4 separate regions of the Zea mays genome follow, and regions 2, 3 and 4 are each linked to region 1. A link is a contact called in public Hi-C data. All regions are on one chromosome and are shown on one strand. The core of a region is the stretch at or near the end of the contact, and the rest is flanking DNA. Distances in the headings are between cores, read along the strand shown.

What was found. A called contact is a pair of places that touch in the nucleus more often than the background predicts.
Region 2: a contact with region 1 is called in a Hi-C map of ear, with 2.9 times the contacts expected there. The contact joins the promoter of LOC103641122 here to the promoter of LOC103641124 in region 1. A contact is called at or near these places in 4 of 25 Hi-C or Micro-C datasets (ear, leaf and tassel).
Region 3: a contact with region 1 is called in a Hi-C map of leaf, with 6 times the contacts expected there. The contact joins the promoter of LOC103641126 here to the promoter of LOC103641124 in region 1. A contact is called at or near these places in 10 of 25 Hi-C or Micro-C datasets (bundle sheath, ear, endosperm and 3 more) and 1 of 3 datasets of contacts at active chromatin or transcription factors (leaf).
Region 4: a Hi-C map of leaf shows a contact between it and region 1, with 7 times the contacts expected there. The contact joins the promoter of LOC542115 here to the promoter of LOC103641124 in region 1. A contact is called at or near these places in 6 of 25 Hi-C or Micro-C datasets (ear, leaf and tassel) and 1 of 3 datasets of contacts at active chromatin or transcription factors (leaf).

Annotation. Positions count from the first base shown.
Region 1 is chr10:61,331,626-61,338,259 of Zm-B73-REFERENCE-NAM-5.0, forward strand. LOC103641124 (pentatricopeptide repeat-containing protein At3g59040) reads left to right here and starts at 3,306. Exons shown (of 7, transcript XM_008664493.2): 1 at 3,306-3,626; 2 at 4,659-4,977; 3 at 5,112-5,402; 4 at 6,100-6,348; 5 at 6,471-6,595. The coding sequence starts at 3,571.
Region 2 is chr10:61,131,789-61,138,422 of Zm-B73-REFERENCE-NAM-5.0, forward strand. LOC103641122 (pentatricopeptide repeat-containing protein At5g66500, mitochondrial) reads left to right here and starts at 2,349. Exons shown (of 1, transcript XM_008664492.2): 1 at 2,349-4,192. The coding sequence starts at 2,746. The coding sequence ends at 4,125. It overlaps LOC100193069 (V-type proton ATPase subunit D), which reads left to right. Exons shown (of 2, transcript NM_001138235.1): 2 at 1,435-1,772.
Region 3 is chr10:61,530,798-61,537,431 of Zm-B73-REFERENCE-NAM-5.0, forward strand. It overlaps LOC103641126 (transcription factor GTE7), which reads left to right and starts at 2,401. Exons shown (of 3, transcript XM_008664495.4): 1 at 2,401-3,860; 2 at 3,965-4,133; 3 at 4,217-4,677. The coding sequence starts at 2,619. The coding sequence ends at 4,269.
Region 4 is chr10:61,160,790-61,167,423 of Zm-B73-REFERENCE-NAM-5.0, forward strand. It overlaps LOC542115 (glyoxylase 1), which reads right to left and starts at 3,778. Exons shown (of 9, transcript NM_001371619.1): 1 at 3,652-3,778; 2 at 2,867-2,987; 3 at 2,658-2,782; 4 at 2,378-2,442; 5 at 2,086-2,298; 6 at 1,911-1,958. The coding sequence starts at 2,985.

The sequences.
Region 1 (6,634 bases), core at 2,056-4,555:
TTAAAGCCATCTCCTCATTGTCGAGCTTGGAGGCGTCGATGGGAAGCCTACTTGATGTAGACTCTTCCTTCTTCTCCTCCGTCGCCTTGAAGGCGACGGGTTGCACCTCGGATGTAGAGGTGGCGCCTTGCTCGATGATTTTCTTGGAGCCTTTGATCATTAATTCAAAGCTCACAAATTTTCCTATTACTTCCTCGGGAGACATTAGTTAATATCTTGGATCACCACGAATTAATTGAACTTGAGTAGGGTTAAGGAAAATGAGTGATCTAAGAATAACCTTGACCATTTCATGGTCATCCTATTTGGTGCTCCCGAGGTTGCGCACTTGGTTCACCAATGTCTTGAGCCGGTTGTACATTGCTTGTGGCTCCTCCCCTTAGTGAAGCATGAAGCGACCGAGCTCCCCCTCGATCGTTTCCCTCTTGGTGATCTTGGTCACCTCGTCTCCTTCGTGCGCGGTCTTTAGCACGTCCCAAATCTCTTTGGCACTCTTCAACCCTTGCACCTTATTATACTCCTCTTGACTTAGAGAGGCGAGAAGTATAGTAGTGGCTTGGGAGTTGAAGTGCCGGATTTGGGCTACCTCATCCGAGTCATAGCCTTCATCCCCCACGGATGGTTCCTGCGCACCAAACTCAACAATGTCCCAAATACTAGCGTGGAGTGAGGTTAGATGGTGCCTCATTTTATCACTCCACATACAATAATCTTCACCGTCAAAAACTGGTGGTTTGCCTAGTGGGACGGAAAGTAAAGGGGTGCATTTGGAAATGCGAGGATAGCGTAAGGGGATCTTACTAAACTTCTTGCGCTCATGGCGCCTAGAAGTGACGGAAGGCGTGTCGGAGCCGGAGGTGGAGGGCGACGAAGAATCGGTCTCGTAGTAGACCACTTTCTTCATTTTCTTCTTCTTGTCGCCACTCCGGTGCGACTTGACGCGTGGAGGTGACTCCTCCCTATTCTTGTTGCCGGACTCCCCCGACGGAGCCTTCCCATGGCTTGGGGCGGGCTTTTCGTCAGTCACCATCTCCTTCTTGGCGTGAGCTCCCGACATCACTTCGAGCAGTTAGGCTCTTAATGAAGTACCGGGCTCTGATACCAATTGAAAGTCGCCTAGAGGGGGGTGAATAGGCAAATCTGAAATTTATAAAGTTTAAGCACAACTACAAGCCGGGGTTAGCGTTAGAAATATAATCGAGTCCGAAAGAGAGGGCGAAAACAAATCACAAGCAAATAAGAGCGGATGACATGGTGATTTGTTTTACCGAGGTTCGGTTCTTGCAAACCTACTCCCCGTTGAGGTGGTCACAAAGACCGGGTCTCTTTCAACCCTTTCCCTCTCTCAAACGGTCACTTAGACCGAGTGAGCCTTTCTCTTCAATCAAATGGGACACTTAGTCCACTACAAGGACCACCACAACCTGGTGTCTCTTGTTTTGATTACAAGTGTGTTGGAAACAAGAATATAGGAAGAAGAAAAGCGATCCAAGCGCAAGAGCTCAAAAGAACACAAAAGTCTCTCTCTAGTCACTAATTTGTTTGGAGTGATTCTGGACTTGGGAGAGGGTTTGATCTCTTTGTTTGTGTCTTGGAATGAAGTTTAGAGCTCTTGTAGAGGTTTGATGGCTGAAAACTTGGATGCATTGAAGTGTGGTGGTTGGGGGGTATTTATAGCCCCAACCACCAAAATGGCCGTTGGGGAACTCTACTGTCGAAGGGCGCACCGGACAGTCCGGTGTGCCACCGGACACTGTCCGATGCGCTAGCCATGTCACCCAACCGTTAGGGTTTGACCGTTGGAGCTTCTGACATGTGGGCCACCAGACAGTCCGGTGGTGCACCGGACAGGTCCTGTTCACTGTCCGGTGCGCCATCTGACGCCTGATTTGACTCTGCGCGCGCAGTCGGCACTGTTCACTGTTCACTGTAGCCGTTGCAGACGACCGTTGGCGCGGGTAGCCGTTGCTCCGCTTGGTACACCGGACAGTCCGGTGCTACACCAGACAGTCCAGTGAATTATAGCGGAGTGGCTCCCAGAATTCCCGAAGGTAGCGAGTTGGAGAGAATCCGCCCTGGTGCACTGGACACTGTCCGATGGTGCACCGGAAACTGTCCGGTGCGCCAGACCAGGGCAGCCTTCGGTTGCTTTGCTCCTTTCTTTTTGAACCCTTTCTTTGAACTTTGTATTGGTTTATTGTGAACCCTTGGCACCTGTAGAACTTATAATCTAGAGCAAAGTAGTTAGTCCAATTATTTGTGTTGGTCATTTCAACCACCAAAATTATTTAGGAAAAGGTGTGAGACTATTTCCCTTTCACCATGTACCCCGGTTCTGTAGGTGCATAACAAGTTCCTCCATGTGCGACTGCTCGACCTCCATGCATGGCTACTCGAACTCCGTTGCGACCTCTGTTGCTCGTCCTCCACGTGGGATGCTCATCCTTTGTTGCTCCCCTAGCGGTGGCGGCTGCTACTCTGGTGCTCCCTCCACAACTGCGACACAACACTAGAGTGACAGCTGAGTGGTGGCAGCTGGACTGAAGGCGACTGTGTGGCGCTAGAGGCTAGTTCAAGAGATTTAGGAAGAAACAGAACTGAATAGGCGAACACGTGGTCACGAGTATATGAGGCGATCCATGCTTGGTCTCACTAGCGGGGCAGGTTGGGGCGTTGGGCCTTGAGAGTTGGGCTAGGCTGCTAGCATGCTAGTGTGGGCCTACCCAACCTTAAGACACAACACAAACGGGGTGGGTTGACAGGTTTTGGGGACTAAGAATAGAAAACCATACCACATTCTGCTAGACCCGATGGGGAATGATTTTGTAGCATATGGATCCCTGTGGGGATTAAATTGGCATCGTACCCGTTCTCTAAGGGCTTATTTGGTGACAAGAGACATGAAGAGGAGCCATGAGTGAGAAAATCCTCGCTATTTAAAATGATGACAAGAGAATTAGAGAGGATCTACTAGTGAGGAAATCTCTCGATGTTTAAAAGAGAATTGGAGGGGACCGATCCCTTCAATTATTTTATCACCAAACCACCTCTAAATGAAGAATTCTTTACTACTCCGTTTAGATGTCGATATTGGAGAGAATGAACTAAATTGAGTTGAATATTAAATCATGCATGATATTAAAATGAGATGTAATTCCAATTTTATTGTTTGGATGTCATTGAATTGGAGTTTGAAATTGTGCGATCTAATTCCATTCAATACCGAGGAGTGAGACTTTGTATTTGGAGAGCGGTTTCTAGTTATTCCAAATCTCAATTTCATATACAACCAAACAACATAATTTAGCAAAGCTGATTCTAATTCATAATTCTGTGTTCTAATATATACATCCAAACGGGGTCTCGTGATTACCCTATCCTCCTCTCTTTGTAGAAGCAAAAGAAAAGATCCTGCTGTTCCCTCGTCAGTCGTCATCCATTCCCAACACAGATGCAAAACGGGGAGAGACCGGGTTTATAAGCAGATAGTCGAGGAAGGAGAGGTTCTCCACACTTCACCTCGCCGATAAGGCTGCCGCGCCCTCCCTCACTCCCGCGGTCCTGCTCCCTATGGAGTCGGCGGCGATTGGGTCACAGTCTCCGCTCTCCTTCCCCTCCAGCCTCTGGTGCGTGTCTCTGCTCCCTGCGAGTCCCCTTGCGCGCGCAGTGTGTCACTGTCAGCGTCTCAGCGGACCGTGGGTGAGGAACAATTTATCCGCGCGCCGCGATGGTGCGGGTTTGTTGTGATTCGCGGTGGGGATGTTTATGCTCTTCACTGTCCCGTGGGTGGGGAGTGGATTGGATGCGGCTGGCATTGGCGTCACAGGGGAAGACTCTAGAGCTGGTAGCATTTGGCTTGGAGCGTTACTTTGTTTAATTTCCTCCAGACCCGCTGGTGGGTCTCCAATTCGCGGCTGCCTCCGTGTTATTCGACTGGTGGTAGACGTCTGCTCGGCTTGCGCGCGCGAATATCACGGTGTACAAATGTGGCCTTCTCCTTGACGGCCTGCTTCCTTCAGCCTTGGCCATGAATGGTTTGTCAAACAAGCATTTGGGATGGTTCCACTGTTCATTTCAGTCAGAATGAGCCCCATAGCTTTATGGTGGAGAAGAAAATGTTGTTTTACAGCATTAGCAACGCATCTCTGGGCTGCAAGCTAAATTTCTGCCGCGCTCAAATTCCGTGCAATCTGTGTTCTTGTGTGTGGGTTATGTACGCTTATAACTGTTCCAGACTTTAGATATATTCGATTATTTACAGTAGTCATTGATCTTCCACTTTCTTCAACCATGACACTTACACTTCCAATATTAAACTGACTCTTCCAAGATATCTGCTCATGTCATATTTATGGGGTAAAAAAAATACTGTACCCAGCATCCAGGTTGCCATTCGACATGCTGAAAGAATCATTTTTGTGGGGGTGGGGTAGGGGGTCTCCAGGGCTGTGAAGTCATTTGTTGCTTAGTATTATTCAGGGTTCACAGGGAATCAGGGATCTGTCAAAATCATGTTATGTCCACTTCCAGATAAGAGACAGTTTCGTCATGTAACTTCTGTATATTCAATAAATTAACCTGCATTTGAATGTGTTACATTGTGCTTTTCCCTGCGATGCCCCCCCTAACTCTGCCTGGAACCTGTTTGACTGTTTCAGCAAAGGAAAAGTATCATCTAGTTTATCAATATACAATGTGAAGATCAAGAGCAACTGTAGGCTTGAGGTGGTTTGCCATGGGATGTTAGCTACAAGAAAGTTTATGCAAAGGAAAAAGAAAGAAGAAGTTTTCAAGGATGGTGCTGATGAGACCGAGCAGATGAATTGGAGGAGAATGATGAGAGAGATAGAGCAGGAGGGATCAGCTGTACCCATTCTGAAGACCCAGCGAAACAGGAAAGAGCCACTTCCACGGGATGTTATTCTTGGGACTCTTATTCGGTTCAAACAATTGAAAAAGTGGAATATTGTCAGTGAGGTATACTCACTTGCACCAGATGACCCATATAGAAACTGGCTTGGTGACTAAACAGCTAGATGTGATTCTTTAATACAAAAACAATAATCCACTTTCAGGATTCTATACTGATTTGTGTACCCTTTTCTTTTCAGATTCTTGAATGGCTCAGAACACAGCATTGGTGGGACTTCAGTGAGATGGACTTCTTGATGCTTGTGACCGCTTATGGAAAGTTGGGGGATTTTAGCAGGGCAGAAAGGGTCCTAAAGTACATGAACAAGAAAGGTTACCAGCCTAGCGTTATATCACAGACTGGTCTGATGGAGGCTTATGGAAGAGGGAAGCAGTACCGTAAGGCTGAAGCAGTATTCCGTAGGATGCAAACATCAGGCCCTCAACCATCACCTGTGACATATCAAATTATTTTGAAATCTTTAGTTGAGGTCGGTATATAGCTGGCATATATTATCTATACATTATACTTGAATGATGTAACAATTAAAAATAGATGAAAACTGGCCCATTATTCAACTTCCTCTATCAATTCCAACTAGAACAAACAATAACTCTGTTTTTTATATAAATTTACATGTAGATATTTACAAGTTTGTGGATCCTTTTTATAATAATAATTGTTATAGAACAGTCATTGTGAGGTTCTGTTTAGTGTTTACCACCCCACATCTCTGCTATTGCAATCCCACACCTTGGACAGGACATATACAGTGCAAAATTGAAATTTAAACTGAAGTTTGCTTACATAAAGCACACTCGAATTGAAACCAAAACAAATATTGCACTCTAATAACATGAAATTACCAGGAATTGCCTTATAATTTATCTCATCTACCACCATCGGAGACGCTAACCCTAGCACCAACTCAAGAAATCAACTCTGAACAGGGTTCAACTGATCAGCAAGCCATAGCTACATTCTCCTCCATCAAATACCCCCAGGCGTGAATTTGAAACAAGAGAAGAGATGTGGATTGTTAAATGTAACTATTTATCTTGTAGTGGGATACTAGGGTATTTGCAATTTTCCCTATAATTAATCCCTTGAGAAAAATATTTATGATGATTTCCGATGCCCTGAACTCATACTTTTGGACATACAAATTTATTTGTACTTGGTGGCAGGGTGACAAATATAAGGAAGCTGAAGCTATATTTGAAGACCTTCTTAATGAAAAAAGAACTTCTTTTAAACCAGACCAGAAGATGTTTCACATGATGATTTATATGTACAAGAAAGCTGGTGACTATGCCCAGGCTCGTAAGCTATTTGCACAGATGTCGGAGAGAGGAATTCCACTATCTACAGTCACTTTTAATAGTTTGATGTCATTTGAGACAGAATACAAGGAAGTTTCAAATATTTATGATCAGGTACTTTCCTGCTTAATTGCACAATCAGATTATCAGTATTTAGTTCTGAAATTGCTATGATACAGAATGAAGATATATAGGATGTATCAGTAATTTTCCCTAATAAATGTTACAAATTTTAGATGCAAAGAGCTGGTCTGAAACCAGATGTTGTGAGCTATTCCCTGCTCATCAAAGCTTATGGGAAAGCCAGAAGGGAAGAAGAGGCATTGGCGGTTTTTGAAGAGATGCTTGATGCTGGAGTCAGGTCTTTCTCTGTACTATTCTTATCTCTTAATACAGCTTA
Region 2 (6,634 bases), core at 1,099-3,598, 200 kb before region 1:
CATCAGGGACTGTGTGGAAGAAGGTAGCATCAAAACAGAATTTATTCCCACTGCAGATCAGCTTGCTGATATACTGACCAAAGCTTTGGGCAAGACCAAGTTGGAAGATATGAGAAGCAGAATTGGGATCAAGGAGATCAAGATCAGTTGAAACAGGCCTTAGGGGGAGAAATGTTGTTATTAAGTCCTGTTTCCTAAGCACTCTCCTAGTTACTTGTGCTAGTTAATTATAGTCATTAAAGACCTTGAGCAGCTCAACAGGTGTGTGCGGCTGCCAAGGCTCCTATCTGATTAGCTAAGCTCTAATGAGCTGTTATGTAATCAATGTGACTCATCTCATCTTTCTATATAATCAAGCAATGATGGCTGAGGTTAGCACCTGCGGCAAAACTACTCTGTTTACCTCTAACATTTTTTAGCGTTTCAGCGTGTTTTTAGTATTAGCATATATAAAAAATTATAAAAATATAATCATCAACTTATATTCGACTAGTCGCGACTAGTCTACTAGTCGGTAGTTGCACGACTCGACTCGAAAATATTGTTGAGCACAAAGTTCACTCGAGACACTGCTCAGTTAAATGTTTTTCGCAAAGAACGCCAGAGAATAAATTATAATAACTTGACAACAATGTTCATTGTGGACTTTATCTGAAATCTCCAAATATTTTTAATGCAATATTATTTTTCCACAGCAATAAATGACTTTAAAGGTAAGAGGAGTTGCAGTCTATTTCAGTCACTGCTTTATCCACAATCTACAGTTCTGCTGGCACTAAAGTTCACATATCTGTACATGCTATATCTGGAAATCTCTGCTTTTCAACATAGATGCAGTGCTGCGTTCTAGTTTAGCTATTCACTGCTTTATCCAGAAATTTCTTGTGTCTGTAAGCATTATAGCTGGTATGGTGTACTTTATGCTGAGAGTTGATTATATATTGGCATGTGCACTTCTTTGTTGCATAAAAATCCTAATTGAATGTGGTGAAAGCACCTGTATAACACCGAATCTTCAAGCCAGTTCAATTTAGCATTGCTATGAAAAGGTGTAAGGAACTCAGTCTCGGTTTCTTTGAACTTAACATGCATTTTGCAAAGCGCACCAATGTTAGAACCATTGTGGACCTGATCTGAAGTCTATTTATACAACCCCATTTTACCACTTACCAATTTGGCTGACGCATTTCACCTACTTAGAGTTTGCATGCCAAGATGTTGTACTTTGCTTGGTGAGGCTGGACATCATCTCCCTTTGTCTAGCATGTGTGTGCACTCCCCACTCCAGATTCTCTTGTTTTGAGAAGTGCTGTATACTTGGATGACCTGACCAGATGCATCATGCAATTTAATTTTCCATGCTCGTTGATGTGATGATCACACATGGAATTAGTCTCTTTCATTTAGATTTTAATGGTTTGCTTCTCCTTGCAGCCCTGGAAACAATAAGTTGATGCTGGAGCTCCAGAACTGTACCTGTTTATAGAGTGATGGCGGGTTTTTTTTTCAGTGAGTAGTCTGGTGCCTGGTCATCCAAGACCGATGAATAATCTGTACTTGTTGGGGACTAAAGATTGCCAATGAACTTTAGCACGCAGTGGTTATGTGCAGCTGGTGTAGTAAATTCAATTGTGCTCTGTTTTCCCTGTTTGTGTTCATTATAGTTGTATTTATATTTATTTGCGGGGTGTGCGCGGATTGCTGTACTACACCTACTCTGAAGTCGCGACCGATGTATTATTTGCTGTTGGATATGGCATGCTATTGAGGTTATAGCTCGCTATATATATATTTGGTTTCGTTGCTCATCTGTTGCTGTAGTCCCTGGGTTGAATAGGGTCGTTTCGTTGTGTGCTTATCTGCCTGTTTCTGAAACGGCTACAAGCAGCGGTTATCAATTGCTTCGGCAATTGGACTTTAAATTCCCATGGCTTCTGTGTGTTTTTTCCAGGTTGGGCGAAACTGCTGCTAAAAAAGCCACTCTTGAATCAGCCCCCTGCAAAGCCGCAAGGGCATGGAAATGCGATTACAATTTGAAGGCAAGGTTTTTGTGTTCATATATTGCTTCTCCTGCATACCCCAATATGAAAGAGTCTGACTCCAGAGCTTGCTTGAGCAGAAGCGAGGCTGGCTCCAGGATCAGATCACCTTGCTATATTTTTGAGGACGTGTGGCTTTTTTTCATGTTGATTGTCATTTACAGGATGTTTGTCAAATCGACCCACTCACTCGCCGGTACAAGTAGTAATGGATCATGATCAAAATATTACTTCACAATAAATTATGGTACTTAATTAATTTTAGTTTTGAGTCCTCCTATCCTGACACGCCGACTCGGCACAGTTTCTTGTTCTGGCCCGGGAGGGCCACGCAGCGGTCGGTATCCACAGTGCCTTCTGCTCGGCTGCTCAAGTCCTCTCGGAACTCCAACTCCTAATCCTGTTCCGCCTGCAGTCTTCCTCCCACGCTGGTGGGTGCCGAGTGCCGACTGCCATCTCGCGATTGAGGGATCGCCGGCTTGTTTGGGCACACCGGCAGGCGGCGGACGTGCTGGGTTTATTAGCAGCAGTCTCGTGTTATTAGCGGCATTCAACAACAGTCCAGCAGTAGTAGACTAGTAGGTTGAATGGTTGATAGCTATCACATGTTCATTCCGGGTTAGCCTCTCCTCTCTTGCGGCCTCGCCGCTCTGTTTCAGTGGGACACCGGAGTCGGAGAGGAGACTCGTTCGCTTCGCTCGACGGGATGGCGCGTGCACCGCGGCCGTCCGCGGTACCCACCCTGCTCCGCCTCCTCTCCTCCCATCCCAGCCTCTCCACCGCCGCCCACGCTGCCCTGCTCAAGTCCTCCTCCCTCACCAGCGCCGTCCCGGTCGCGGCCACCGCCCTCCTCACGGCGTACGCGAACGCGGGGCACCCGGGCGCCGCGTCCCGCCTGTTCGACGAAATGCCCGCGCCGGACGCCGTCGCGTGGAACGCGCTCCTCGCCTGCCTCGTCCGCCACGGGCGCGCGGGGGCGGCCGCCGCGGCCTTCCACGGCATGTCCGTCTCCGCGCTCCCGCCCACGGCCGCCACCCTCTGCACCATGCTCAAGGCGTGCGCCGCGTCGCGCGCCGCCCGCCCCGGCCGCCAGCTCCACGCGCGGGGCGTCGTCTCGCGCCACGCCGACGCCGACGTCATGGTGGCCACCGCGCTCGTCGATCTCTACATGAGCTGTGGCCACGTGGAGGACGCCATGAGGGTGTTCGTGCTGACAAGGTGCCCGAAGGACGCTGCCCTGCACAATGCCGTTCTCTCAGGATGCGTGGAGAACGGACGGTTCAGTGACGCCTTCTCGACGCTGAGGCGGCGGACGGAGCTCAATGGGATCTCGCTGACGGCTGCTCTCACGGCCTGCGCGGCCACAGCAAACCTGGCCTACGGTACGCAGGTGCATTGCAAGGCTCTCCGTGGCGACTTTGATTCGGACACCATCACATGCAATGCGCTTATTGACATGTACGCAAAATGTGGGAGGGCGACGGCTGCGCGCGTAGTGTTCGACCGGATGGCTACCAGAAACGTGGTCTCCTGGTCAAGTATGATGGGCGCTTATAGTCGCCATGGACATGGCGTTGATGCTTTGGATTTGTTTAAGCTAATGGAGGAGGCTGCGCCAACGGTCCTGCCAAACGCAATCACATTCCTGGCGGTTCTGTCAGCCTGCGGACACTCTGGTCTGGTGGACGAAGCTCAGTCCATGCTACATTTGATGAAGAGCAAGTACGGGATCGATCCACAGCCGGAGCACTACGCATGTGTGATAGACATGCTCGGACGTACAGGCCGTGTTGACGAGGCTTGGGATCTGTATTCTAGTCTTCTAACCGCAAGTCGAAATAAGCCTTCCAGCGCTATCAGTGTCGCTATGCTGAACGCGTGCAGAGCAAACGTGGATGCTGCAAGAGGAAAGGAGGTGGCTGTGCGCATGCTGGAGGCTGATCCACGAAACCCTGGGATTCATGTGTTGATATCGAATTTTCATGCTGCTCTGAGACAATGGCCTCAATCAAATGAATCGCGGAGGATTATAGTGGACAAGGGGCTCAGGAAAGAAGCGGCTAGCAGCCATGTCTGTTTTGGCTAAAAGCTAATTGTGCACATATCTTGAAAACATTTGCTACGATAAATTTGGATATTCGGGACTTCAAACATCGTGCTTCGCACTTTTACTATTTGTAACGATGACTTCATAAGAATAGGACACAAAACACGCAGGTGCAGAAGGGCATAAGTGTCCTTTCAGGTGCTAAATGCAAGGAGAGAGATTAGAAAAGATAGGAAATCAGAAAATGACGTTAAACTCAAGTGTCACATATTTCCAGTCCTATTTCTACGAAGTCAACGTTATAATGACAAAAGCATGAATCATGACGTTTAAAGTTTCAAAAATCCAAATTTCTCATTTGGAGAGTGTCAAAGGTTGGGATACCATGGTAGCCAACCAAACGAACCCTCCACACTAGTACATGTGTGATATCCTGGCCCCTGAAATGGTGATATCTGGACTTAAGACTTAATAGAATTAATATAGTATCCATACCAACGAGGTGTGTCTTTTTTTCAGAAGCCTATCTCATAAGAATCTACAAGTTAAGTGTGCTTGGCTTGAAGCAATTTGGGATGAGTGACCGACAGAGAAGTTTTTTTAGGTACGCATGAGTGAGGACAAAGTGCGCACAAAAGACTCCTGTTGGCCTACGGGGACAATATACCCAACCCCCAGAATATCAGTAGAAATGAACACTCTTCTGATATTTCATTTAAAAAGAACTGCCATTGTGCAGTTTGGCATGATTGTAGTGAGATTGAATCTTTGTTCTCTTAGGAAGCATTTGGTTATAGAGTATGGTGGAATAGAGTCATACTGCTCTTAATTTGTTGTTGTTTAGATTGATTCCATGTAGAACTGAGTAGTTCGAAAAATGGAAAATTATGCTCAAATATTGAACCTTTTGACTCCCCAAAATCCTTCGGATGGAGCCGTTTAATTCTAACTAGCTCCGAAACCAAATACTACCTTACATTTTGGTTTCATAAAAATGATCAAGCGAGGAAGCCATAAATAATGCAGGGGAATGGATGTGATCATGCGAGGAACTATTTCATCCCTTGGAAACTATAATTTGATCAGTTTAACGACTCCAAGTCTTATATTGCTGGTTTTAAGAGCATCTCTAACAAAAGTCCTAACTCCTAAATGAGGTTGTATTTTGAAATATAGAACTCTAACACAAAGAAACTTGCTCCAACATGATCATATTTCACAAAAATCATCAAATAATTATAGGAGTCCTATCCTCATTTTATACACAATTTCTAACATTTTATTTTCTAATAATATGATCTATTTTCTAATAACGTAATATATGACTGTTGAACACCAAAATGAGCCGGCGGACTGTCCGGCCCTGAGGCCGGACGATCCGCGGTCCGGACGGTCCGCGCCTGTGGGCCGGAAGGTCCGCGCGTGCGCAGAGCAGATTAGGGTTCCGAGTTTTGTGCTACGGTTGTTAGCTAAAATCACGGGAAAAGTTCGGAAATTAGTTTGTAAAGGGTCCAGCCCCCCTCCTCTATAAATAGAGAGGTATACGGCCGATTTGTAATCAACAATCGAATCAATACAACTTCTATTTCGTATTTTATCTTAGGAGTAGTTCTAGTTTAGCCCTAGTTTAGCCTTCCAATCCTCAAATTCTCCGCCTCTCCTCGACTCTACGTCGATTAGAGGAGTCTAGGTCGGTCTACCCGAGCCTAGACAACTCCTAGGATCTCTCCTCCCCGACGGGGTCCCTCCCGGGAGCGAGATCCAGGCGCCGTCGGCGATCTTCCGCCGCCCCTGCGCACGCGCGGACCGTCCGGCCCTAGGGTGCGGACCGTCCGGCCGTCAGGCAGGGAAACCGAGCTCTTGCACCAGGTCGCGGACCGTCCGGCCCTGGGCCGCGGACCGTCCGCGCCTGACCAGAGAGCACCGCCGCTGGTTCTCTTGAGTAATTGACGCCTCCAAAAAGGTGTCAACATACTTTTTGGCGACTCCGCTGGGGACAACACATATAGACCTATCAAATCGGCCCTCAATGGCCGATTCAAGAGATAGCTCTGAGGTTTCCACCAGCAATATCATCACACCGACATGGGAAGCCTTGCCGGCTGAAGAACAGCTCCTGTTCGAGGAGTGCCAGGAGCAGCTGATCCAAGAAGCAAAGGCGAAGTTCCTGGCTGACTTCAAAGTGGACAGGAACAACAAAGTCGTTCGGCAACGGGCGACAGATCTGGCTTCGCTCCGACCTACTACGATTACCCCAAATGTAAGTAGCACCAACGAACTCCAATCTCTTAAAGCTTACATAGACGAACAGCGAGAACAGATGCAAAATATCATAGGGGTTATGCAAAACGATTGTAGGAGACTAGTACGTGCATTTGATAAATCTAGTATAGCAAATTTTCCTTCACACGAGGTTGAATTAGGAGATAATACACGGAATACATCGGTTAAAGGTTGTCACGACCAGTCACAACCCCCTTATGGGATGCTGATGGACACGTACCCTGAGCAAACGCAAATCGGCAGTAAACCAGCCGATCTACACATG
Region 3 (6,634 bases), core at 1,151-3,650, 200 kb after region 1:
TAAACACAGTCATTGCTTGCCCGAGGTCGCCCTCTGGCGAGAGACATAGTCCTGGCTCAAGAGAGGTAGTCACGACTCGCCTGAGGCTAACCTCTGCTGGAGACGCAATTATGCCTCGCCTAAGGCCACCCTCGGGCGGGAGACACAATCATGGCTCGAAAGACGGTCATGGCTCGCATGAGGCCACTCTCGAGCGGGAGACACAATCACGGCTCGCTCAAGGCTACCCACGGGCAGGAGACACATTCACAGCTCAGGAGACGCAGTCATGCCTCTCCAGTGTTGTCCTCGGGCGGGAGACGCAGTCACATCTCATCTGAGTCCAACCTTTAGGGGAGACACAATCACTCGCCCGAGGCCACCCTCGGGCGAGAGACGCAGTCACGACTCGGGAGACGGTCACGGCTCATCCGAGGCCACCTTCGGGCGGGAGACACAGTCATTGGGAGATGTTCACAGCTCGCCCGAGGCCACCCTTGGGCGGGAGACACAGTCACAGCTCGCCCAAGGCCTCCCTCGGTCGGGAGATGTAGTCATGGCTCGCCTGAGGCCACCCTAGGGCGGGAGACACAGTCATGGCTCGCCTGAGGCCTCCCTTAGGTAGGAGACATAGACACGGCTCACCCAAGGCCTCCCTCAGGCGGGAGACACAGTCATGACTCGGGGGACATAGTCATGGCGCGCTCGAGGCTGCCCTTGGATAGGAGACACAGTCACGGCAAGCCCGAGGCCACCCTTGGTCGGGAGAAGCGGTCATGACTAGCCCGGGGCCAACCCCTGGCGGGAGACGCATTCACGCCTCGCCTGAGGCTGCCCTCCTGTGGGAGACACAATTACGGCTCGGGAGACACAATCACGACTTGCCCGAGGCTAACGTCTACAGGAGACATAGTCACGCCTCGCCTAAGGCTACCCTTAGGCGGGAGACGCAGTCACGGCTCGGGAAATGGTCACGGCTTGCCCGAGGCCACCCTCTGGCGGGAGACACAGTCACGGCTTGGGAGACGGTCATGGCTCGTTCGAGGCCAACCTTGAGCGGGATACGCAGTCACGGCTCGCCTCAGGCCACCCTCGGGGGGGGGGGGAGACGCAGTCACGGCTCGCCTTAGGCCACCCTCGGGCAGGAGACATAGTCATGGCTCGCATGAGGCTGCCCTTTTGCGGGAGACACAGTCTCATCTCGGGAGATGCAGTCACGGCTCGCCGAGGCCACCATCGAGTGGGAGATGTAGTCACGCCTCGTGCGAGGCCGCACTTGGGCCGGAGACGCAGTCACGACTCGCCCGAGGCCATCCCCGAGCCGGAGACGCAGTCACGACTCGCCCAAGGCCAACCACGGGCGGGAGACACAGTCATGACTCACCCGACGACATCTCGGGCTATGCTCCGGAAGGTGTCCAACTCCGCCGACTAGGCGGATCGGTCGACCAATTCTATATTAACTCTTTAGAAATAATTTATGCGATATTGATAATGTTTGCCACACGGATTTTGCATATCATAGTGATGTTTGTTCTTCTGTATCTATGTTTTATACAATTTTTTTTACTCCCGTCGCAATGCAGTAGCACATACCTAATTTAACATTAAAAATATATGTCAAGCTTTGACCACATTTACATATTATTTTACAATCTCTATAAATAGATATCTAGCGATTCATTTAATTTTTATAAATAGTTAATATGTAAATAAATTTAAATATGTCATTCCAAAATGAATGAAGTATATGAGTGTGTGCACCGAAATTTAAATAAAAATAACGAACAAATTAATCTGTATATTGTAAAATGGAGAGTTGTAGTTGATTAGGTATTTTGGATTCTAAATATTTATTATACTAGGTATATTTGTATCTTGGACTCAAAAAAATCCCATGTATTTACAATTATTTTTTTAATATTAATTAATTTTATCATTTTATATCACTAGTAATACAAGATTACTATAATTATTTATTTAGCATATACATATTTTAATACTTTAAATGGTGTACATAATTTTTCTAGCATAATATGAAAAATAAAATCATTTGTAATTTGTAATTAGTATAAAAGTAGAATTCTAATGGTTTTATGGAATCTTTTTTATTCTCGGATATGGATAATATTGGATATTCTACGGTTTTATCGAATATGAATCTAGATTCGGGTAGAGAAAAAACTATAAATCAAATTCGGACATATCCTTTTAATATCTATATTAAAATTAAATACAAATATTCATATTAGCATTTTAAATGAATAAAATATCGATAATTCGGATGTCCAACATCTGAATCCATGATAATTCCTTTGGTCCAAGGCCCAAACTCGAGTGGGAAACCAGCATACTCACCTTTTGTGTCTCATTTCCGGCCCCACGAGTCCACGACGCCCACAGCTGCAAACCACCACACAACTCGACCAGTCCAGAGCCGGTCCTCAGATGGCCTCCACGTAGCACGCTTCCACATCTCCCCACCCCTCGTCACCTCGTCCTCAGCACCCCAAGTCCCCAAGACCCCAACCAACATTTGCCGAACGGATCCCGCCCGAGCCCGAGAGCTCGCGAAGCCCAGGCCCAGCCAGACCCACGAAGCGATGCAACGGAGATAGTGAGATCGCGTGAAGCCGCCGATGACCTCCGCCGTCCTCGCCGGCCGGGATGAGGTCCACCACGGACACCCGCACCACCGCCACTGGGGCGGCGCCCGCGCCCCCCTCATGCCCAAGCCATCCTCCAATCCTAACCCTAGGCGCTACCGCCCGGGACCAAACCCTATCGTCAGTGGCTCGCCGCCGGCGCCGCGGGCCGGTTCGGCTGTCGCGGCTGAGCCCTTGCCGTCGCCCTTAAGGCACGTGAAATTCAGGCCGTCGGAACTGACACCCGCCGAGGCCCGTCATCTCCGCGAGCGGCTCACCGGCGAGCTTGGCCGCGTCCGCGCTTTCGTCTCCCGCATCGACTCGTGGCAGGACGGGCGTCGCCGGGGCCCGGAGCCCGAGCCGGAGCCTCCCGCGCGCCGCTCTTCCCCGCCGCCGGCGCTGGTGGAGGCGATGCGGAGGCGATGTGCGGATATCCTGACGCGGCTGCGGAGATCGAAGAAAAGCGTGTGGTTCAATTCCCCCGTCGACGTGGAGGGCCTCAAGCTGCACGACTACCGCGCCATCATTCGGAGCCCCATGGATCTCGGCACCGTCAAGCAAAACCTCACCGCTGGCCGGTACCCCTCGCACGAGGCGTTCGCTGGCGACGTCCGGCTGACCTTCAACAACGCGCTGCGGTACAACCCTCCCGACCACCACGTGCACAGGTACGCCGGCGACCTCCTCGCCACGTTTGAGGGGATGTACAAGGAGGCGGTCTCGTGGTTCGAGCAGCAGCGCCAGCAGCTCGAGCCGCCAATGCAGCTTGATCTGCTGCCACCACCACCACCACCGCAACTCCCAGTTTCTGTGCCAGTGCAAGCGCCCCTGAGGATGTGGGGTGGGAGGAGGCCCAAGCCCAAGGCTAGGCAGCCAAACAAGAGGGAGATGGATGAGGAGGAGAAGCAGAAGCTGAGGGTGGAGATTGAGAACCTGCCTGAGGACAAGGTGCTGAATGTGCTGCAGATTGTGCAGAAGAGGAACAGAGATCCAGCATTGTCGGGGGAGGTTGTGGAGCTTGATTTCGATGAGCTGGATATCGAGACCCTATGGGAGCTTGATCGATTTGTGGTCAATTGGAGGAAAGCTCTAAAGAAGAGCCAGCGGAATTCTAGGATGAATGGTGATGCTGCTGTGATGAATGCAGATGCCATCGATGCGACAATTGTTCCGGATGATGATGACAGGGTCGAGGTTGCTGTCAATCCGTCTGTGGTGGTTGAAATTGGAGAGTCGGTATGGCATTCAGAAGCAACCTAGCTGTTTTATAGTAGTTTTCATGAATTAGTGATGTTTGCACTATGTTCTAATGTTGATCCTGTTTCTGTCTCCTATTTTAGGAGACTGACGTTCCAGAGAAGAATGAAGTGGAGGCTGAGATGGGTGACGAGTATGTGGATATCGGTGATGAGATGCTGACGATGAATTACCAGTCGGTGGAGATCCAGAGGGATTCCCTGGCCGCCAGCAGCTCAAGCGGACCAGGAAGTGGCTCGTCTTCATCAACTGGTACGGTGGAGCAAATAAAGTTGTCACCACAAATGCTGGGTTATGGATTTAGTAGCTCGTTAATTCATTAAAACTCCTTGCAGATTCGGACTTGGACCCTGAATCTGATGGGGATAATGCAAGCGCCCCGCACTAGGTGGTTGCTCTTTTATCTGACTGTAGTAGGATTAGGGACGTGTAGGTGACCCATTTGGCGAGTCATTTTGAAGGATTAGGGACGTGCAAATTGGGGGTCATGTAAGTCTTTGTTGTCATGTGTGTTCGTTTGTGTATGTGGGTGCAGCTTAGGTTGTCGGTACTTAGTGAATTGGTAGATGCTTGTGTAGATTGGGAGACTGCTGTAAAGAAGGGAATATAATCTGGAACAAAGTGGAAAAGTAGCAATGCCTTGGCATTTCATGTCTGTTGCTTTCTTTTGTAGGAGTATATGTTTATTACTGCTGTAGCCGATCTATTGTGCACATATGCTTTATCAATGTTCATTGGATATTGCAAACTACATCAAAAAGAGTTTGCTGGAGTACCTTAATTTGGTGCCAAAACACTGAAACAGACCATGGTACCCCCTTGATTCTCGTGCAAGTTGTTATCATGCTAATACTTTTTGCCTGATTGCAGAAATATGCATATGTTTGACTCTGGTTATTATCCTATAATGTTGTAATCCTGAACGTCAGTTTGTATATGTTAACATTAGCATATCATACTGTAGTTGTGCAGGAAGTATCTCCTTGCATATTTGCCCAAATCTTTCCTTTAATCTGCAACATCTTTGCTACGACGTCGTCTCATAATGATCCCACTGTAACACCCTAAAATATTATTTTGGGAATCTAGTAAAATTCTCCAAAAAAGTTTTGAATCAAAATATCTTCCAATAAAAATTTTCTTACGTTCGAAGTCACTGCTCCTAAAATAAGTATATTTTGTAAATAAAGGACTAAAATAAAGATATTTAGATAAACTATATTATCGTTGATTGAATTATATAGAAGAATTATGTTAAACTATTTCTTAATACATAACATACATTAGAAGTTATATTTCCCTAAAATTAATAATACGAGAATTATTCTTTATAAAATTATATGTTTTGAGGCATGTACAAAAGAACTAATATAAACAAATATATAACTTGCATCATGCCGAACTTTTGATTCTGCATCTACAATTGAATTATTTAGGCCAACACAGGTTTGGAATTTGAATTTGAAATATGAAATATAAAACAAAATAGAAAAGAAAAAAGGGAAAGAAAAAGAAAAAGAGAAGACAACGCTACCTGGGCCGAATTCCCTCTTCCGGCCCACTCTACTTACCTGCACCGCGTAACCCATTAGCGCACTCAGTATCGTAACCGTGCACCCGTCCTGTCGCTCGGATGAGTGACATATGGCCCCACTGGCCAGCTCCCCATTGCACGCACGGACTCCCTTCTGGCGCCGGGTTGTGGACCCACTGTTCAGTAGTAAACCCGCCCCACGTTGTTGCCTTGTTGCGCCCTTTATCCAAAACCCTCTTCCTCTGTTCCTCGTAACAAACTCGCGCCGGACTTTGTGGCTGATTTGTTACGCCAGCTCATGCCAGCCGTGCACACCGGGGTGGACTCCCCGATCCGGGTATAAGTAGAAGGCCATCACGGCCCTCTTGGCCAGCTAGTCGCGTGCGCCATCGAACCCAGCAGAGAGGGTGAGGCCCGTGCAGGTTCGCTCGCCGATTTGGAAAGGAAGGTGTCGCCGCCATTGATCTCGCGGAGGGCCAATACTAAAACCACGACAAGCTTCTTAGAGGGAGCGCTGGGTCGGGGGTAACATCCGAGGCGTCGGCAAGCAGGAATTGTTGAATCACTCGCAGGAGCACATAGGAGACCGTCGGCCCACTCGAGTCACGGACGGGGCTTATGGCCGCATAATTCACAGTGAGAGCCTCCCAATTGTGTAGCCTCCATCTATACCCGTGTATCATCCGTTGCCTGTCGTAACTGTCGACTTGTCACAGAAGGATTCCTCACCAGAGTTCAACTGTGTCGTGGATCCGATGCTCGCCGTGGACAACACGAGACATTATCCTTGACCACTGGTAAGTACCCCCATTGACTTGGAAAACATATGCGCTCCGTGTAGGGCCTTCCGGGGATGGGGGTGTAAGAAAAATGGACCTCGTGCCATTTGGCTAAGTGATTTTGGTGTTTGATGATCAACATAACCTTATAGTCTAATGTATTTGCTAGTGTTTGTGTTTATAGTTCATAGGATGTGAAGAGGATTGGACTGAGGCACTGAGTATGCAACATCTCAAAAGAAGATCTAAAAGATGTGTAGAAGTCCAAGATTCAAGAACAAAAGAAGCCTAAGGAAACAACAAAGAAATCCATGAAGTGACAATCGAGCGCTCTATTGCCGCACCAGATAGTGAACAGTACATGTCCAGTGTGGCACCGGCAGTCTGCGCAGAGAGCCCGCAACTAGGGGCTCTCGAGGCTGTAGCACCGGACTCCGATG
Region 4 (6,634 bases), core at 2,528-5,027, 170 kb before region 1:
TGGTATGTTTTGAGCTTTCTGCTATCCCAATTTATTTGGTTTCATTGTCCGGAAGGTCAACCATGGAAGCTATTTTCTTAATAAGACAAGTGATATTCAATGAGTTGGAGAAGTCATATGACAAAATACGAAGGAATGTTATGTGGTAGGCTTAGGACAGACATAAAGCTACAGCGAAGTATGTTGGACTCATTAAAGGCATGTACAACAATGTTGTGACAAGTGTTTGAACAAAGGATGAAGACACAAATGATTTTCTGATTAGAATAGGACTACATTAAGTATCAACTTTGAGCCCTTACCTTTTTGCTTGGATAAGGTCACAAGGCACATACAAGGGGATATCCCCTTGGTGTAAGTTTTTTCGCGGACGATGTAGTACTAGATGATGAAAATCGGAATAGAGTAAATAGAAAACTAGAGTTGTGGCGAAATACTCCAAAGGTTTTAGACAAAACTAAATATATGAGATGTGATTTCAGCACTACTACACATGAGGAAGGAGATGTTAGCTTGGAATGTCAAGTGGTGCTAGGAAGGATACCTTTTAGTATTTAGGATCAATGCTACAATAAGATGAAGATACTAATGAAAATGTTAACCATAAAATCAAAGCAGGATAAATGAAGTGGCGTCAAGCATCTGACGTTCTATACAATAGGAGGATACCACAAAAGCTAAAAGACAAGTTTTATAGAACGGTGATGAGACCTACTATATTGTATGGTGCAAAATGTTGGCCTACGAGAAGACATGTTCAGTATTTATTGCCATGCAAAACGGATTGAGTCCAGAACAATGATATACGTGATAGGCTAGGGGGAGCACCAATTGAACAGAAGTTTGTCCAACGCAGGTTGAGATGGTTTAGGCATGTCCAACGAAGATCTACAGAGGCACCAATGTGCAGTAGGATTCTAAGGCACAGAAGCAATGGAAAGAGAGCCAAGGGAAGGCCAAAGTTGACATGAAAAGAGACGATAAAAGGTGATTTGAAGAGATGAAATATAACCAAAGATTTAACCTTGAATAAGCGTGCATAGAAAATAGATATCCATGTGTCTCAACCTTGACTTGTGGTTTCTGTTGGGTTTCAACTCTAGCCTACCCCAACTTGCTTGGGACTAAAAGGATTTGCTATTGTTGATGTAATGAATGTGCAAAAATGGGTGATCAAGGCTATTGACAAAATAAGAAGAGCATTCCTTTGGAAGGGAAAGGAAGAGGTGAGAAGGGGTAATTGCCTAGTGGCTTGGGAAAAGGTTGCAAGACCAGTTGAGTTGGGAGGACTTGGAATACCAAATCTGAAAACAATATGTTGGGCGCTTCAAATGAGATGGTTGTGGTTAAGTAAAACTAATGTTGGACGAACTTGGACAGGTCTAGATATCCCACTCCAACCTCAGGTGCATGCAATGTTCAAACTATCTGTGGTTACTCATGTTGGATCTAGGGCCAACACTTTATTTTGCACAGACCAATGGATTCATGGCCAGTCCATTCTACACATTGCAGCTGAGGTGGTGGCATGTGTCTCCAGCATGGTTTTAATTCCACATCTGTGGCTAATGCTCTAGCCAACCATAGTTGGGTAAGGGACATCAGTCGTGCTCTGTCCTTGGAGGGTTTGATTCAATATATCTAGGTCTGGGACATTTTAGAGGGCATTAATCTTTCTCACAAAGAGGACCATTTGAATTGGAAACATGACGCAAGTGATCAGTTAGTCACCCATCCCCCCCCCCCTCTTGTATTTGAACTTGTTGTCTGGTTCCTAACCCTTTCGTTTCATTTTAGGGAGCAAGGTCTTGTAATTGTAAGGCTCTGCCTTTTCCACTCTCTTTTATATATTGATACGCAGCTCTCCTGCGTGTTCGAGAGAAAAAAAAATGCCAAATAACTGCAAGTACCTTGTAATCAGGTACATCCTTCTTCCTTAGGAGCTTCATCCCTAGGGCCTGCACGAAAGGAAAGAAACAATACATCATCATGTATGAGAATGAGACTGCTCCTCTAGAGATAAAAAGAAAAAAATGCATCTCTAACTTTTGGAATAGCCCATCTTTACAAAAGGAAAGAAAATACCTTCTCATAAAACTTGATAGAACGCTCAAGGTCACCAACACGAAGCATGACCTGGCAAAGAGGCTCAGGTGTGTCAGCCCTCTGGATAAGCTCAAACATGTAGCCATCAGGATCCTGTGCGAAGGCAATAACAGTGGATCCTCCCTTGACAGGACCAGGTTCGCGGGTGATCTTACCACCCTTGGATTTGATATTCTCAGCTAACTTGTACACCTGCATTTGCATCCACGATATCATATATAAAACATAATTCTTCAGCATGAATAGCTTATTGCAAATCGACAAAGCTTACATCATCATTAGCAATTGCGAAATGCCCAAAGCCCGTTCCAATGTCATACTTGTCAACGCCATAGTCTGTTGAATAAGGGTGAAGTTATTACCATATTATAAGTTACAGAAAACGAAAATAATGTCCAAGAGAAAGAATTAGGTCAGTTCATATAAAGAGAAAAAATATCAATTGCTAACATTTTTATCAGGTTGACATACAAATTGTGCAACTGCAAACATTAGTAGCATAGTGAAACAATTGTGCCATAAACAAAACTTTCACATGTCCCTGAACATACTGTATGTCAATTCAACTGCAAAGTTGGTGTTCTCTGGCCCAAAGCCAAGGAAGGCATTGGTGTACTTCTCATCAGGAACATCCCTTTTCCTCAGCAGTTTCATCCCAAAGCATTCCGTGTAGTACCTACCAGAATCATATAATGTCACATAAAAAAGCATAATCATAGCTGCAGGTGTTGCAAATGTCATTTACAATACAGCAGCATACTTGATTGTGCGGTCCAGATCCCCAACACGGTAAACCGCATGGAGCATCCTCTTGCTGTCGTGTTTATGCCAGTCAACCACAGCCTCAGCTGCCTTCGAGGCTTCACTACCGGTTGCCATCCCTGATTAAAGAGTTGCACATTTCATAAGAACAAGGGAGGAAAGTGATCTTAAACAAAACGAAGAACGAAAGCATCAGGCTTTCATATTGCTTCAAAAACCCTCTTTTTCTTTCAGTAGAGAAATATACATCTCAATTACTCAAAGCTTTTCTCTGAAAAGCAGAAGATTATCAGAAATATCACGCTTTCCTATACACTAAAGGATCCGTGCTCAAATGACAGAACACAAGGTGAATGGATCTCCTTTTTTTCACGGTTCATTTTTCATCCGAATGCCAACCTACATCTAAATCTTTTTTATGCTGAAAAGGACAGCAGCACGGGTTGCAGCTCAACCAAATCAAACACACAAAGATGCAAGGCTCCACCTTGGAGAACTTTGAGGATGCATTAGTCATCTATCCGACGGACACACAGCAAAATGAACGAAGATGGGAGTCCTAACAAGATGGGAACCCAAATCTAGGGGCGCGGCCAGCCATCTAGGTGACCAGGCGGGGGGCGGCCAGACGGCCAGGCGGAGGCGGGCGGGGGTCAGCGGGCAGCCCTAGCCGGGCAGCGGAAATCGCGCCGTGGCCAGGTCGGGCGTCCAGCCGGCCAGGGCCCAGCGCGACCAGGTGCTATGGCGGCAGAGGAGTTCATGGATTCGGAGGTTGACGCTGACCTTAGCTCGGATTCGGACAGGATCTGACTCGATTCGGTGAAGCAGCACGCGCAGGCACAGCGGTGATCCTTGTACCGATCACACACACTCTCTCTCTCTCTTCTCACCTTCTGGTCTTCTCGCTTCCTTCCTCCGGTGGGGAGTGGAGACGAAGGCGCCGCCCATAAATAAACACGTCATACGGTCCACAGGACAGGACTGCCAACTGCCGAGCGCGAGAAGGTTCACTGCTTTTTTTTAATTATTATTTTCTCTCTTGTCTTGAAAAGAGAAGGATTTATTAAAAAAATGTTTTCTCTTTTATATAAAGCAACTACTAATATAGATGGAGAAGGTACAAAGTTGGTTTTTTAGATTTCTTTCATGTACTTATATGATTATATCTATACATTGTGCCTAAATATATACTATAAAGATAATCTATCTAAAAAAACTAACTATGGCCTAAAACATTGCCTTTCGCTTCAGACTGTAGGAGTGGAGTTTTTTAAAATATATAAGGTGGGATGAACAAAGATAGCCTCATGAACACAACAGCGCTTAGCTAACTATTGTAAGAAAACAAAAATAATATGGATCCTGCTACAAATACGCGCGAACGTACAGGTCAACGCAGAGAGGGCTTCGTCACCGCTGGAGTCCACGGGCATAGAGGGCTCCTGCTGCCTAGGACCAGGATCAACACCATTGTTGGTCTTAGCAGTGACGACAGCACCTGCTAGAAGATACAGGAGCAAGACGAGCGTATAGGCAGCCGGAGCCCAAGCAGACATCACCGCTGCGTGTTGGTATAGCCTGCGCGACATGATGGCTGCTGGGTTGTTGGCAACTTGAGCCTCCAAGACCTTGTTTATAGAATCGCCTATCAACAGCAAATCAATCAAGTGCATGCATGACACCATCAGATAGATATAATGGCAGCTGGATTGCAGCTATATACATGGATATATGGCTGCAGGCCGGTGTGGCAGCATGCATATTGTGAGAAAACAACGTGCTGAGCGATCGAGATGGCGGTTGGGGGCGGGCTGACACCGCAAGCAGCACGTTTCAAGTCAAACAATTGTGCCGTTTGATTCACGTATTAGTAATGTAATGGGTAATCGATAACGTTAAATAATGTTTGTTTAAGTCCAATCGTAATCGATACCACACTACAAATGAATATTGACTTATTCAAATTTGTTACCGCCGGTATTCGAGTGTGAATCGTTACTATTGTCATTTAAGTTACATTTCGTGAACCAAACGACACCTTAATGTATAGAGCATCAGTTTCAACGGTCGTCCCGCGTCATTTTTTTAAAAAATAACTCCTCACAGCTATTTCAAATTAACCCGTTGCACGCCTATAAATGGCCAAACGGTGGGCCGGCATGGGCCAGACGCCCGCGGGCCACAGCTCTGGCCCATGCACGTCATGCCGGCCTACTGACTGTGTCAGTCCGGCCTGTTAGCCTATCTGTCCATTTTATCCCGCGTCATTTTTTTACAAATAACCCCTTAGAGCCATTTCAAATTAACCCGTTGCACGCCTATAGATGGCCAAACGGCGGGCCGGCATGGGCCAGACGCCCGCGGGCCACAGCTCTGGCCCATGCACGTCGTGCCGGCCTGCTGACTGTGTCAGGCCGGCCTGTTAGCCTGTCCGTCTATTTTATTAAATCAGCGTAAAATATTAAAAACGATGTAGAAGATGGGGTTTAAACCCATGCCTTGATGTAAGAAGGGCGAAAGACAATGAGTAAAGCTATTTAACCAGTAGAACATAATGATCAAATATTTTTAATATTGAATATAAATTGTATATATGTATATACGTTTTTTTGTAAAATAAAAAATACAATTGTGTCGGGCCGGGCCAGCACTACCACTACAGGAATCCGAGTCTTTGCCGAGTGCTTTTTGTCGGGCACTCGGCAAAGACTTCTTTGCCGAGAGCCGCACTCGGCAAAGTCCTGCACTCGGTAACGATGTCGTTTACCGAGTGCAGGACACTTGGTACAGAAATACACTCGGTAAAGACAAGTTTGCCGAGTGGCAAACACTCGGCAAAGGTGGCTCTCGGCAAAGGGCCATCAGCGGCCGTTCTAAAGCTGATGGTCGTCAGCCTTTGCCGAGGGTCGGCACTCGGCAAAGAACTCTTTACCGAGTGTCTTCTGTGGACACTCGGCAAAATATATTTTTATTTTTTAAATTTTGTCCACCAAACTTTTTGTGGTATGTTCCTACAATATGTAGACCTACATGTATCATTTGTGGACAATTATAACAGAGTTTTCAATCGGTAGTAGATTTAGTTCGTTTATTTGAATTTCTTCGGAAAATTCAGATTTGAACTGCAGGTCACTCGAAACTTGAAAAACCGTGCATGCAAAAATGATATACATGCTACTTAGCACAAGTTACGACTGATTCCAGGAGCGGACCGAAAACTTCGAGTAACATGCTCACTAAACATGGACGTGAACTTGCCATCCACATGTTTAAAAATTGTATAAAATACAAACAAAGTCAGAAAATCATGAAACTTGTCCACGTGTCATGATATCATATATAGATATTATGATAAAAATTTTAGAAAGTTTCGAGAAAGTTGAGACGTAATATGTGTAGAAACCTAGGAGAACTACACATGAAATCATAGAGTTTCAATGTAGTTCTCCTAGGTTTCTACACATAGTACGCCACAACTTTCTCAAAAATATTCTCAAATTTTTATCACAGCCTCTACATATGATATCATCTCCAGAGGACAAGTTTCATGATTTTTTGACTTTGTTTGTGTTTTATACAATTTTTAAACAACTCGATGACAAGTTCACGACCATGTTGAGTGAGCATGGTGCTCGAAGTTTCTGGTCTGCTCATGAAATCGGTCGTAACTTGTGCTAAATAGCATAGATACTATGTTTGCATGCACGGTTTTCTAAGTTTCGAGTGACTTGCAGTTCAAATGTGAATTTTTCGAAGAAATTCAAAT